2 separate regions of the Mus musculus genome follow, and region 1 is linked to region 2. A link is a contact called in public Hi-C data. All regions are on one chromosome and are shown on one strand. The core of a region is the stretch at or near the end of the contact, and the rest is flanking DNA. Distances in the headings are between cores, read along the strand shown. Region 1 overlaps Arih1 (ariadne RBR E3 ubiquitin protein ligase 1). Region 2 holds the start of Bbs4 (Bardet-Biedl syndrome 4 (human)).

Region 1 (5,576 bases), core at 1,481-3,980, 49 kb after region 2:
AGGAGGCTTTTTATATATATGCGTATGTATGTATGTATGTATGTATGTATGTATGTATGTATGTGTATATATATATATATACACACACAGCACATATACATTCTGATTTATGTGTGTGCATGTTTAAATACATATATATACACACACATGTGCACACATACTTACACATGTACACATGTATTTACGTGTATGTACATCTCAGATAATACATACAATATTCTATATAGAAATATACACACTCCTTTAATTCCAGACTTGCAAGGCAGAGGCAGGAGCATTTTTGAGTTTGAGGCCAGGCTGGTCTGCAGAGTGAGTTCCAGGACAGCCATGGCACAGAGAAACCCTGTCTTAGAAAAAAGAAAGAAAAAAAGGAAGGAAGGAAAAGAGGGAAGGGGGTAAGAAAGAGAAAGAAGAAAGGTAGGTAGGTTGGTCTATAGTCTCTTAAACATCAACTCTAAACCACATGACTATTTAATAACATGCCCAAATATCATACACAACACTGAAGCACCTCAAAATATAGATAGATAGATAGATAGATAGATAGATAGATAGATAGATAGATAGATAGATTGATTAGGTAGGATGGATGGATGAATGGATGGATGGATGGATGGATGGATGGATGGAACAATGTTTTGTTTTTCACCTTCTCTATTTTGAGAGGGTCTGGGAACGAGCTCTGGTGGCCTCGAAATCAAGATGCCCCTGTTTCTGCTTCTCACTTCTCCAGAGCCGTCTTTACAGCATGCATCAACCATGCCTGACAAAGCTGTATTATTTTAAGACCCAGGTAGGTACAAAACCAACGGTTATGACCTAAAAATTATGGCAACATGCAAATATAATACGTGGAAAGTAATCTCCCTGGCAATGTCAACAGTCCACTAAGTGCTACTATCTGCAAATTTGTCAAATTCCCAAAATCTAACAGAAACCCGAACTTATCACATTACCACACAAAGTATTAGAGAACTTTAATATACTTGATGAATCTCAAACTATTTCCCATTAAAACTCAATTAAGCTAGGTGTGGTAGTATATGCCTTTAATCCTAGCACTCAGGAGGAGAAAAGCAGGTAGATTTCTGAGTTCTAGGCTAGCTTGGGTCTCTAGGCCAGGTGACGATGATGACATCGTTGTCGTCGTCATCATCATCATCATCATCATCTCATCAACCCTAGAAACAAAACCCTCAAAAATCACAGGAGAAAACTTCCAATACAAATAACAAATGCCAGGATCTGGAATGAGAAACAAATTCACGATTTAAAAAGAGTTCCCAAAATAACCCAAACTAGCAAATTGGCCTACCAGTCAAAAATAAATACCAACTGCTTTTCATAGGTAAAGCTTTTTGAAACAGTCACATCACAGTCTTCTGTCAAAGCCTATGACTTCCTTAGCAGTAAGGGGAAAAACAGAGTTGAGTAATCATAGCGGATATCATACAGACTACAGGTTTCATTCCCACCCCAATGCTGTGAAAAGTCTTGTATATACTAGGCAAACTCAACATTGAGATTCAACCCCCCCACCTCACACACTCGCCAATTTGTGTGTGTGTATAGGAAGTTAAGAGTTGACATCCATACTGGATCAAACACAGGTTTATCAGAGTTATAATAAAGCAAATACTTTTACTTTTACTCAATGGCTCTCTTTTACCCTTCATGTGCATGTGTTTGTGTCAAGAGCCACAGTTCTAGATTTGTTGAGGCATGGACTCTCACTGAATAGGGATCCTGTTGATTGTGGTTAATCCAGTTGGCTAGCTATCCACAGGCAGCCACAAGATGGATGCTACAGATCAGAATATGAATATGTATTCTTGCATTTTTAAGTTGTTTTAAACAATGAGCCATGTTCCCAGTTCCACACACAGGCAGCATCCTTTTGAAACAGGATCTCACTGAATTGCTTCCAATTCACTAAATGGTTATCAACTTCTCTCTGTGGCTCACTCAAGCCTGTACTCAGGATGCTCTTGAAACACTCTCTTAAGCTGGGGTTACACATCTGTGCCATCAGGCATGGCTTTATTTGACCTACACACCCCAAAAGGACCAAAGTATCACATACATTTGTTAAACATTCATTATTTGTAATTTAAAAAGACACAGTACCCTTTATTTCTACCAATAATTAAAAAGATTAAATGTCTGTGTGTTCAGTGAGAGGAGACTGGCTGGACTCAAATTTAAGATCCTACAAGCCTCCAGAGTATTGGGATTATAAGCACACAACAATATGCCACATCTAGAAAATATAAAGAAATGCCTTTAAAAAATTGAACAAAACCAAACATTTGCAACACATGGTTTCGATTATATCCAGCTGGGAAAGCCATTTAAAAAAAAGAGCATTTGGGGGGGGGGGGAGTCTCTAGGGATTTCAATAAAAATGGCTAAGTATAAAACAAACAAACAATGGTTCTACAACTACTATAAAATTACGAGATTTAACAAAACAAAAAACCCAACAACAACAACAACAAAAAAACCAAAACCAAAGTATTATAAATTCAAATCTACTGTTTGAATCCTTTCCCTAATAGCAGGTCATTTTTCTATCTAAACTCCTGAGATTCTATTTCAAATCAAGTGACCCATCAGAACTACAAGAACAATGAAGTAAAAATAAAAAGTAAAAATAAGTGACACATTGTGTGCTCTATACAAAAACAGCTGCTGTTCCCTCAACAACTGCTCAACTCTTATTCTCCTTTCTGAATGAGCAGAATGTGGGAGTGAGTGCTGATATCATACCACCATTGGGACCTAAAAGTAAGCAACATTACTAGCCTAACTAAAAGAAAGCAAATAAACACGACTGTCCTTATGGAAGAGCATGATGGGCATACTCCTGTAACCTCAGACTCGGAAATACAAGGTACAAAGCCAGAGCTTGCCTCAAAATAGACAACAAACACAAAAGACTAAGCATAATGCACATGCCGATAATCAGCACTCTGGAAGACACAGAGGCAAAAGTAACATGAGTTTGATAGCAATCTGGGCTAGGGAGCCCATATCAGAAAACAAAACTGAACTGGTAAGTACTATAAAAAGTCTCTTCTAAGTTTAAGACATTTAGGGTTTACTGTAGTGTCTACGACAATTCAGAACTGAATGCTTCTTGCAAAATTACACGTGTGTCAGAAATCCCAAGCCAGTGCTGTGCTGCCGTGGCTGCACTCACCTCTTGGGCATCTCTTGCTGCCTTTGCATCATCCTCATTATAGCGGTTACAGTTGTACCTTAAAGAAAATTAAGAGGATTTCAAAAAACCATAATCAGTTAAAAAGTAAAAAGAATGTAGCACTTTAATGTGTACTAAGTGATTGTCTAGAACCAGCATTCTATTTTACAACAGATAAAGTGAGATGTCAAAGGTTTCTATTATTGCAATAATAGAAATAAAAGACCAAATAAAGTACACTGGGAGGGCTGGCCATACACCAAAAACATAGTATTTCGATTGTCTAAAGGATTAGATCAACTCTCCAGGAAGTAGAAAACTCTGCACCTCCTAGGTAAGTCCATCCCAAAGCAGCTACACTGCAACCACGAGAAAACACTGTAGTAGATAGCTTCTTTTTACATTTGCCTAGACTTCTAACTCTACTTCTGAAGAGACCACCTCATCTCCTAAGCTATCCTATACTCACGGTCTATCTCCTTTTATAAATCAAAGAGCCAACAATCAGCAAGTTACTATGTAAGAGCTGCTTGTGCTATGGACTTTACACACTACTATGACTTATTAGCTGTCTCTGATACTGAATGACATGTAAAAAGAGGATGGAAGGAGGAGGAAACACGTCCAGAGAAATTAGCTCAGAGTGAAAATGACTGGCACTTCTTTTGTCCTTGTTAGTACCTACCTTTTTTTGTTGTTGTTTAGGCAGGTTCTCACTAAGTAGCCCCGGCTGGTTTGAGATCTCCTACCCAGAGCAGGTTGACCCAGAACTCAGAGATCTGCCTGGCACTGCCCCCATGTGCTGGGATTACAGTTACAGGCTACCATACCTAGCTACTATGTACCTTTTATTAAAGACTACATTCTGATTTGGGCTACTTATTTAATGCTTAACTACCAATTGCAGTGGACTTTCAATGTGTGATTCACAGTTCATTAATGAACAGAGGCAGTTCAGGGCAGGAAGTTGAGAGCTAACACAATGCTACAGCATCTGTTAACACTGAACCTTCTATTCTTCCCTCAGACATTTTTCTCCCAGAGCTGAGGACTGAACCTAGGGACTTGCGTTTGCTAGGCAAGCGCTCTACCACTGAGCTAATCCCCAACCCCTATAGGAAGAATTTAAAAAACGCCATCCCTCCCTCTATCCCAAATAAAAAAATTGAATAAAAAAAATGAATTTAGATGTTAAAAGTAAATTAGTCTAAGAAGTGGCTCAATGGCTAAGGGCACTTGCTACTCTTGCAGAAGGGCATAGTTTGATTCCCAAAACACACAATGGGTAGCCCAAATCCTTCTAGAACTCTAATTTCAAGTTATTTAATGGTCTCTTCAGGCCTTGTGGGCAGTTTTTGAACCATGTGTGAGCATCTGTGTGATACAGAACCACAAACATGAAAAATCCTTACAACATCCAAACTACTATTACTTTATAATGCAGTCTATTTCCTAACTTTCTCTATCCCTTCCAACTTAGTAGGTAGTCAACAGGAAGGTACCACAAATCAAATCTTTACTGGAGAAAAAAAATACCTAAAGAAAAGTCATAATTGCACTGAGCACACAGATCCTTTATTCTTGTCATTATTCCCTAAAAAATACTATTTACAAAACATTTATTGTGTGCTAAGTAATCTAGAAATAGTTTAAATAAAATATGCAGAAGGAGGCACATGCATGCAAATACTATACAAGTGTACATGATGACCATTTGCATGCTCAGATTTTGTTATTCACAGAGCATCCTGGAACTCATCTCCAACAGGTTAATTAACAATGGCATATGCATCTAACATTAACTATCAGTCTTGAAAAACTTATAAAATTAGACATCAGTGGGCCATTTGAAGGGACTATTTTCCAGTTCTAGGTAATTATTCCCAATAGGAAGGCAAGCCTACTTCAAAGAGAAGCTAAAAATACAGATCTTTGTTCAGTAGCTTTCCACTTTTTAGTTAAGACGACAAAACTGTCGTCTAATGATGTGAAGCATAAGGAAAACACACAAGTAAATTTCTGCCATTAAACTCTACTAGACGACTTACCAGACAATGTAACTAAAAATTTAAATCATGAGCTGAAAACACTACTTCACCTCCGTTCACAGTATTCCTTTTACTGTTTCCAAATTTTTCAACTAATGAAATCTCAATGCATAGGTTTAATCTCAATTATTAATTCCTGTGAGAAATAGGACTACAAAATACCTCTCTGTGGTTATCTTGCATATAATGTTGAAACGACATATTAATCTTTTTTAGCTCGTCAGGCAATTATCAAAGGCAGAAATACCATTTGTACATGGTAGACATCCTATAATTACATGAATGTACTCTCCCATTTGTCCAACCTACCAGGCAGATCCATGCGG
Region 2 (5,821 bases), core at 586-3,085:
GATGGACCCCAACATAAGAAAGATACCCGCCCCAATATAAGAAACTATTTGGAATAAAACTTCCATTCTGAGTAGTGGTCGAGTAAAGTTTATGTTCCCAAAACCTCCCTGGGAACTGACATCCTACTTGGCAGAAAGAGACATGTACACAGGTAACTGACATCCTGGTTGGCAAGTTAAGACATGAATATTAGACAAGTCCCATCCTGGTAGAGAAGTTAGGACATGAATATTAGACAAGGCAGGTTTCCTGCCACAGTTGAATACCCCAACCAATGGGAGCAGGGTAAATGCACAACAAAACATGTTCCTAAGGAAATCCTATCCCTAAATCCTGATTGGTGAAATAATTTGGCACAGATGTTTGTGGATTTGGGGCTTAAAAACCCTGTAAGATCTTAACTTGGGGTCATGGTTCAGTTCCCGAATCTGGACCATGGCCCTAGTTGACCAGTCCTGGGGCATCTGCTCAATAAACTATCCCTGTCTGACTGCGATCAGTGTTTGTGTGGTTTGTGAAGAGATTCCTAGACTCCAGGAGTATGCATGTATTATTTAGACATGAAAAAGAATAAGGTGTAATCTGTAGTACTGTGGAAAAATTATGCTAAGTAAAATATGCCTGGCAGAGAAAGCCAAAGCATGTTCTCACTCCTATGTGGAAACTAAAAAAGCTGATCTCAACGGGGTAGCACACACCTTTAATCCCAGGCAGCCTAGTCTACTCTCTAGTTCTAGGTCAGTTGGGGATACACAAATAAACCCTATCTTTACAAAAAGGAACAAACAAAGTTGATTTCATGGAAATAGAGAGTAGAACAAGAGGTCACCAAAAGTTAGGAAAGGGAAAAGATGGAGAGAAACATTCAATAATATTCAATAACAGGAGCCAAATACCAACAGACAGAAGCAAATGCTTATGTGGGGGCTACTGTTTGCAACAGTTTATATGCTGAGATGGAAATGGTAATGACCCTGACTTGACCATCACACACAGTACACTTTGTACCGACGTATCATCACACTGTACCTCATAAACATACAACTATAAGTCAATCCAAAAAAAAGGAGCTAGGAGTGATGACGCACTCCTGTAAATCCCAGAAGTCAGGGGATTAAAGGTGGCTAATCCGTAGCCAACATGAACTACAGGTGCAAATACCATGTACATACAAGACTGTCACAAACAAGCAAGGTCATGAGTGATGCAAAAAGCCAGTTACTTCTGGGTCAGCCTGAATTCACAGAGGCTGTTGTAGAATTAACTAACGATTTAAACCAGCTGAGTTCTGAAACAGGGCTTTTCCGAAATCTAATCGCAGCTGGGAAAACAAGCCAGTCGCAGTGAGAGGGCAGGGGCGCTGAATGGTTCCAGGCTTCATCCAATTAAATTACCAATCTATGGGATATCAAAAACTGCCTAATGAAGGTGCAGTAACCCCCACCTCACGCCCACCCTCAAATCCTAAGAGTAGGAAAAACACCATTTCCAAAAAACCTCTCTTCTCTGCCCAATCCCAAAACAGACGAAGCGCTGCACACAGGTCAGCATTCGCCAAACGCCCAGCCAGGCGGGGAGCTGGACCGCGCCGCCTCCCGGAGGGACTACTTGGCGTACGCCCCGGCCCCGCCACCCCAGCCCCGCTGGCCGCCCCGGCCTGGCCCCGCCTGGCCCGGCCCCGCCACGACGCTCCGCCCTGAGGCCGCCGCTAAGCCTCCGAGAATCTCCCCGCTTACCATCCCAAGCTTCACTTCAGCCATCTTGGCTCCGCCCACCGCTTCGCGACCGGAAGCCGACCGTTTCCCGGGCGACCAGCTGAGCAGGAAGTCAAAGCCAGGGAAGGAAGGAGGAACCTGAGCCCCTAAGGAGTTGTGAGTGGAAGGTCAGGCTGTGAGGTCAGTGAGTTCCAGGGTCTCAGCCACAGATGGATGGCTTAGCTCGGAAGGAATAGGTGAGGGGACTCGCAGCCAGAGCTTAGATAGCTCTGCACCGGGCTGGACGAATTTAGAGTGGAGCGTGTCAGTTAGATAGTAGACAACGAAGTTTATAACTTATGTTTCCAAGAGATTTGGTCTAAGCCTTACATTGGCAACAAAGTTTTTCAATGACATTTTGTGAGGAAAATATGCTTTCATCGCCAGTGGAAACAAATTGGTCAAGCTTCCAATAAGAGCAGCTTAGCCACAACTACCAAAATTAAAAATGCTTATAACCTTAACCCAACTGTTTCAATTATAGGAATTTATTCTATACATATAGACATAAGACATGGCTTTACATACAGAGGTATCCGATGTATCATTGTTTGGAATAACCAACACCCAAAAAAACAACCTAAATACCCAACAGTAGAAATCAAATAAATGATAAGTTCATATTGTGTGGCATCTGAAAAGAGACAACTATTTACATGGTAAGAGAATTGCCAAGGTATTCTATTATCAGATAAGGACAATGTGCAAGAAATGCATACAGTGTCTATGTTAATAAGAAGAAAGCAAAACTAAGAATATTATGTACATAATTCTTTATTAGAAAATATTTCAACTTGGGCGTGATGGTGCATGCCTTTAATCCCAGCACTCGGGAGGCAGAGGCAGGTGGATTTCTGAGTTCGAGGCCAGCCTGGTCTACAAAGTGAGTTCCAGGACAGTCAAGGCTATACAGAGAAACCCTGTCTCAAAAAAGAAAAAAAAGAAAGAAAATATTTCTAGGATATTTAAATACTAAAAGTGGTTCTCTCTAGGGAAGAGAACTGTATAGCAGGCAAGCAAAGAGCAGAGGTAGGCTGTTTAGAACTGTAATTTTACTCTACATGGACATACTTGTTTGTTTGTTTGTTTGTTTGTTTGTTTTCGAGACTGGGTTTCTCTGTGTAGCCCTGGCTGTCCTGGAACTCACACTGTAGACCAGGCTGGCCTCGAACTCAGAAATCCGCCTGCCAATGCCTGCTCTTTGGAAGGCAGAGGCAAATGGATCTTTGTGAGTCTGAGACCAGCCTGATCTACACAAAGTTCCAGGAAGGACAGTCAGGACTATGTAACAAGACCTTTTCTCAAAACGTTTAAAATAAAATAAAATGGATGCCAAAAAATGATAATCTAAGAGAGACTACTTTCCTTAGAAAAAAGAGATGGCACAAGAAATGGAAAACCAGGTAGGTGGAGGCACACACCAGCATTTGAGAGGCTGCAGACAGATCAGACTTTCATAAACAGTATTAGTAACATAGTGAGTTCCAGGTTAGCCTGCCTGGCTTCATAAAATCCTGTCGACAGACAGACAGACAGACATAGATAGATGAAATCCTGTTTCTGGATAGATGGGTGGATGGATGGGTGGACAGACAGAAGTAGAAGAGTAGAAAGAAGAGTCCAAGCACACTGGCTCATACGTGCAATCCAAGCACTCAGGAGGCTGAAAGCAATAGGGCTTCCAGGAATGTGGGCTACCGTGGGCTACATATGGGTTACAGATTAGGCTTGGCCACATGCTAAGACCTTATCTCCAAAACAAACAAGCTGATCACAGTGACACTAGTCTGTAATCCAAGCATTCAGGAGGCAGAGGCAGGAGGATAACCCTCAAAATAGGCCAGCCCGGTCTTGAAGATTTAAAAGAAAAAAAGCAGGTAGAGGTTACCTATGAAAAAGGTAAGGAATTTATGGTATGCTACCATTTGTGGAGTGATGGGTCAGGTAAGAACACCTGTGGCTCTTGTAGAGGACTGGGGTTCAGTTCCCAGCATCCATGTCAGGCACGCAGCTCTCTAGTGCTTGTAACATGGTACCCTTCTGGCTTCTGTGGTGAACATATAAACAGTCCTTCATCTACATGAAGACAATAAATCCTTTAAAAACAAAGAGACAGTGGAAAGATGGCTTAGTGGTTAAGCACCCATGCTCTTGCAGAGGAGCCTGGGCTGTCTCCCAGCGCCACACTAAGGCTGACACTGCCCACAATGGCAGTTTTAGGGATCGTCTTCTGACTACCACAAGCACCAGGCACATGTGTGCAAGAACATAAATGCAAGCAAAACACTCAGAACACAAAATACATAAATATAAAACAATTGTAAAAGAAGTGGGACATATTGGCGTAAGTGGTTACTACATAAGTATAATGGCATGCAAGACACAAAACCAACGAACAAGAAATGAAAAGCCCATCAGGTAATTTTAATAGACACAAGAAAGCCAGACAGCTTCAAAGCAGCTAAATGAAAAGAATGCACCTTCAGATCAACAGAACTACATGTGTGTAGTTTACTTAGAGTAAACTGATATCATCATCCACTGTTCAGCAACTTATTGTCTTTTAAAGGATGAGTGGGTGAATGTAATTATGTTGTGTACCTTCTGTCAAATCTATTTGTCTAGTATGCTGTGTGGACTATTGAGTTTAAATTCCCATTTGGTCAATTACAAATGAAAATTCTGCATATTTCAGGTAGTGGGCATTGACATAGGTTTGAGAGGTTCTTGAGAAAGTGTCAATCTTCCTGGACTTCAGAATGGCCTGAAGACATGATAGAAGTCCTGTGTTACCTTATGCTTCATTTTAGTACTCACCCATCAAACATGGTTGGTGCACATGTCCTAGACATTACTCTCATTACTGAGAGAGGCCAAAAGTTTTGTCCCCCATTCCTCTTTTCTCCAACTTTCCCATCAGAAGGGATGGTCCAGCAGTAGTTTGATCATGCTTATCAATGAGCTACTATATCCACTCAGTTCAGCTGTGTAGACTAAATCCATAGATCTTTGTCCTTATGAAGCAAAGATCTCTGGGAAATTACAGATTGTACCTTGAGCTGTTATGGTGTGTGTGTGTGTGTGTGTGTGTGTGTGTGTGTGTGTGTGTGTGTGTTTTCCAGATAACATCCAGATGACAGTCCCAAGTGAAGGGACTGTCCAGAGAGAAGAGTTGTCCATGCCAGCGAAGGTAAGTTGGCCTTCACATTTTCCAAGGTATTTCCCAGGGACTTTACAATCCCTCTATTTTTAGTAAATGTCATATTGTAATAATAAAAACAATCATGTATACACATGTATTAAGTTATTTACTTAGGAAGTGAATGAAATGCAATTGTACCAAGTTATCCCCTGACCTGGTCACTGTGGGGAATGTTGTAGGAGACCTTTTTTTTTTCCCCAAAGGTGCTCCTTTTTATAGTTAAATTTCTGTAATTTTTACTCAAAAGATAACAGATGAAGCTGGAGCAATGGTATCGTGATTAAGAGTACGTGCTGCTCTTCAAAGGAATCAGGTTTGATTTCTTTGGTGGTTTCCCATTTTACTGACACAGCTTATATCAGACTACACTATCTCTCTGATAAGGGTTCTGGACCCTACACTGTCACATGGCAGAGAACCTTTATAACCATCTGTTCACAACCATCTGTAACTCTAGTACTAGAGGACTTTTCACTGTTTACTGGCCTCTGTGGATTCCTGCACACATGTGCTGCTGTAGTGGTTTGAATATCCTTGGCCTGTGGTATATGGCACTATTAGGAAGTGTGGTCTTGTTGGAATAAATGGGGCCTTGTTGGAGGAAGTGTGTCGCTGTGTAGACATGGTTTGAGATCTACTACTTCTCAAGTTCTGCCCAGTGTGGAAGAGACCCTCCTCTTGGCTGCCTGTGGAAGACAGCCTTTTTGGCTGCCTTCAGATCAAGTTGTCGAACCCTCCATTCTAATAGCACCATGTCTGCCTGGATGCTGCCCTACATCCCACCACTATGAAAATGGACTCAACCTCTGGAAGTGTAAGCCAGCCCCAATTAATGGTGTTGTTTATGAGTTGCCTTGGTCGTGG

The links. A called contact is a pair of places that touch in the nucleus more often than the background predicts.
Region 1: a contact with region 2 is called in a Hi-C map of uterus, with 1.8 times the contacts expected there. The contact joins the enhancer-like site here to the promoter of Bbs4 in region 2. A contact is called at or near these places in 1 of 39 promoter capture datasets (macrophages), 20 of 484 Hi-C or Micro-C datasets (B cells, the C3H10T1/2 cell line, CD4 T cells and 12 more), 1 of 115 datasets of contacts at active chromatin or transcription factors (embryonic stem cells) and 3 of 9 other capture datasets (adipose tissue, liver and pancreatic islet).

What each region holds. Positions count from the first base shown.
Region 1 is chr9:59,400,166-59,405,741 of GRCm38.p6, forward strand. It overlaps Arih1 (ariadne RBR E3 ubiquitin protein ligase 1), which reads right to left. Exons shown (of 14, transcript NM_019927.2): 10 at 5,560-5,576; 11 at 3,203-3,260. Among named protein-coding and RNA genes, the nearest start is that of Bbs4, 49 kb to the left of the region's middle. Within about 2 kb of position 2,731, at least 1 of the 459 cell types and tissues checked has an H3K27ac peak or open chromatin away from gene starts, as enhancers often do. A contact at or near this core is called in uterus, where this site is marked.
Region 2 is chr9:59,351,673-59,357,493 of GRCm38.p6, forward strand. Bbs4 (Bardet-Biedl syndrome 4 (human)) reads right to left here and starts at 1,836. Exons shown (of 16, transcript NM_175325.3): 1 at 1,738-1,836. The coding sequence starts at 1,761.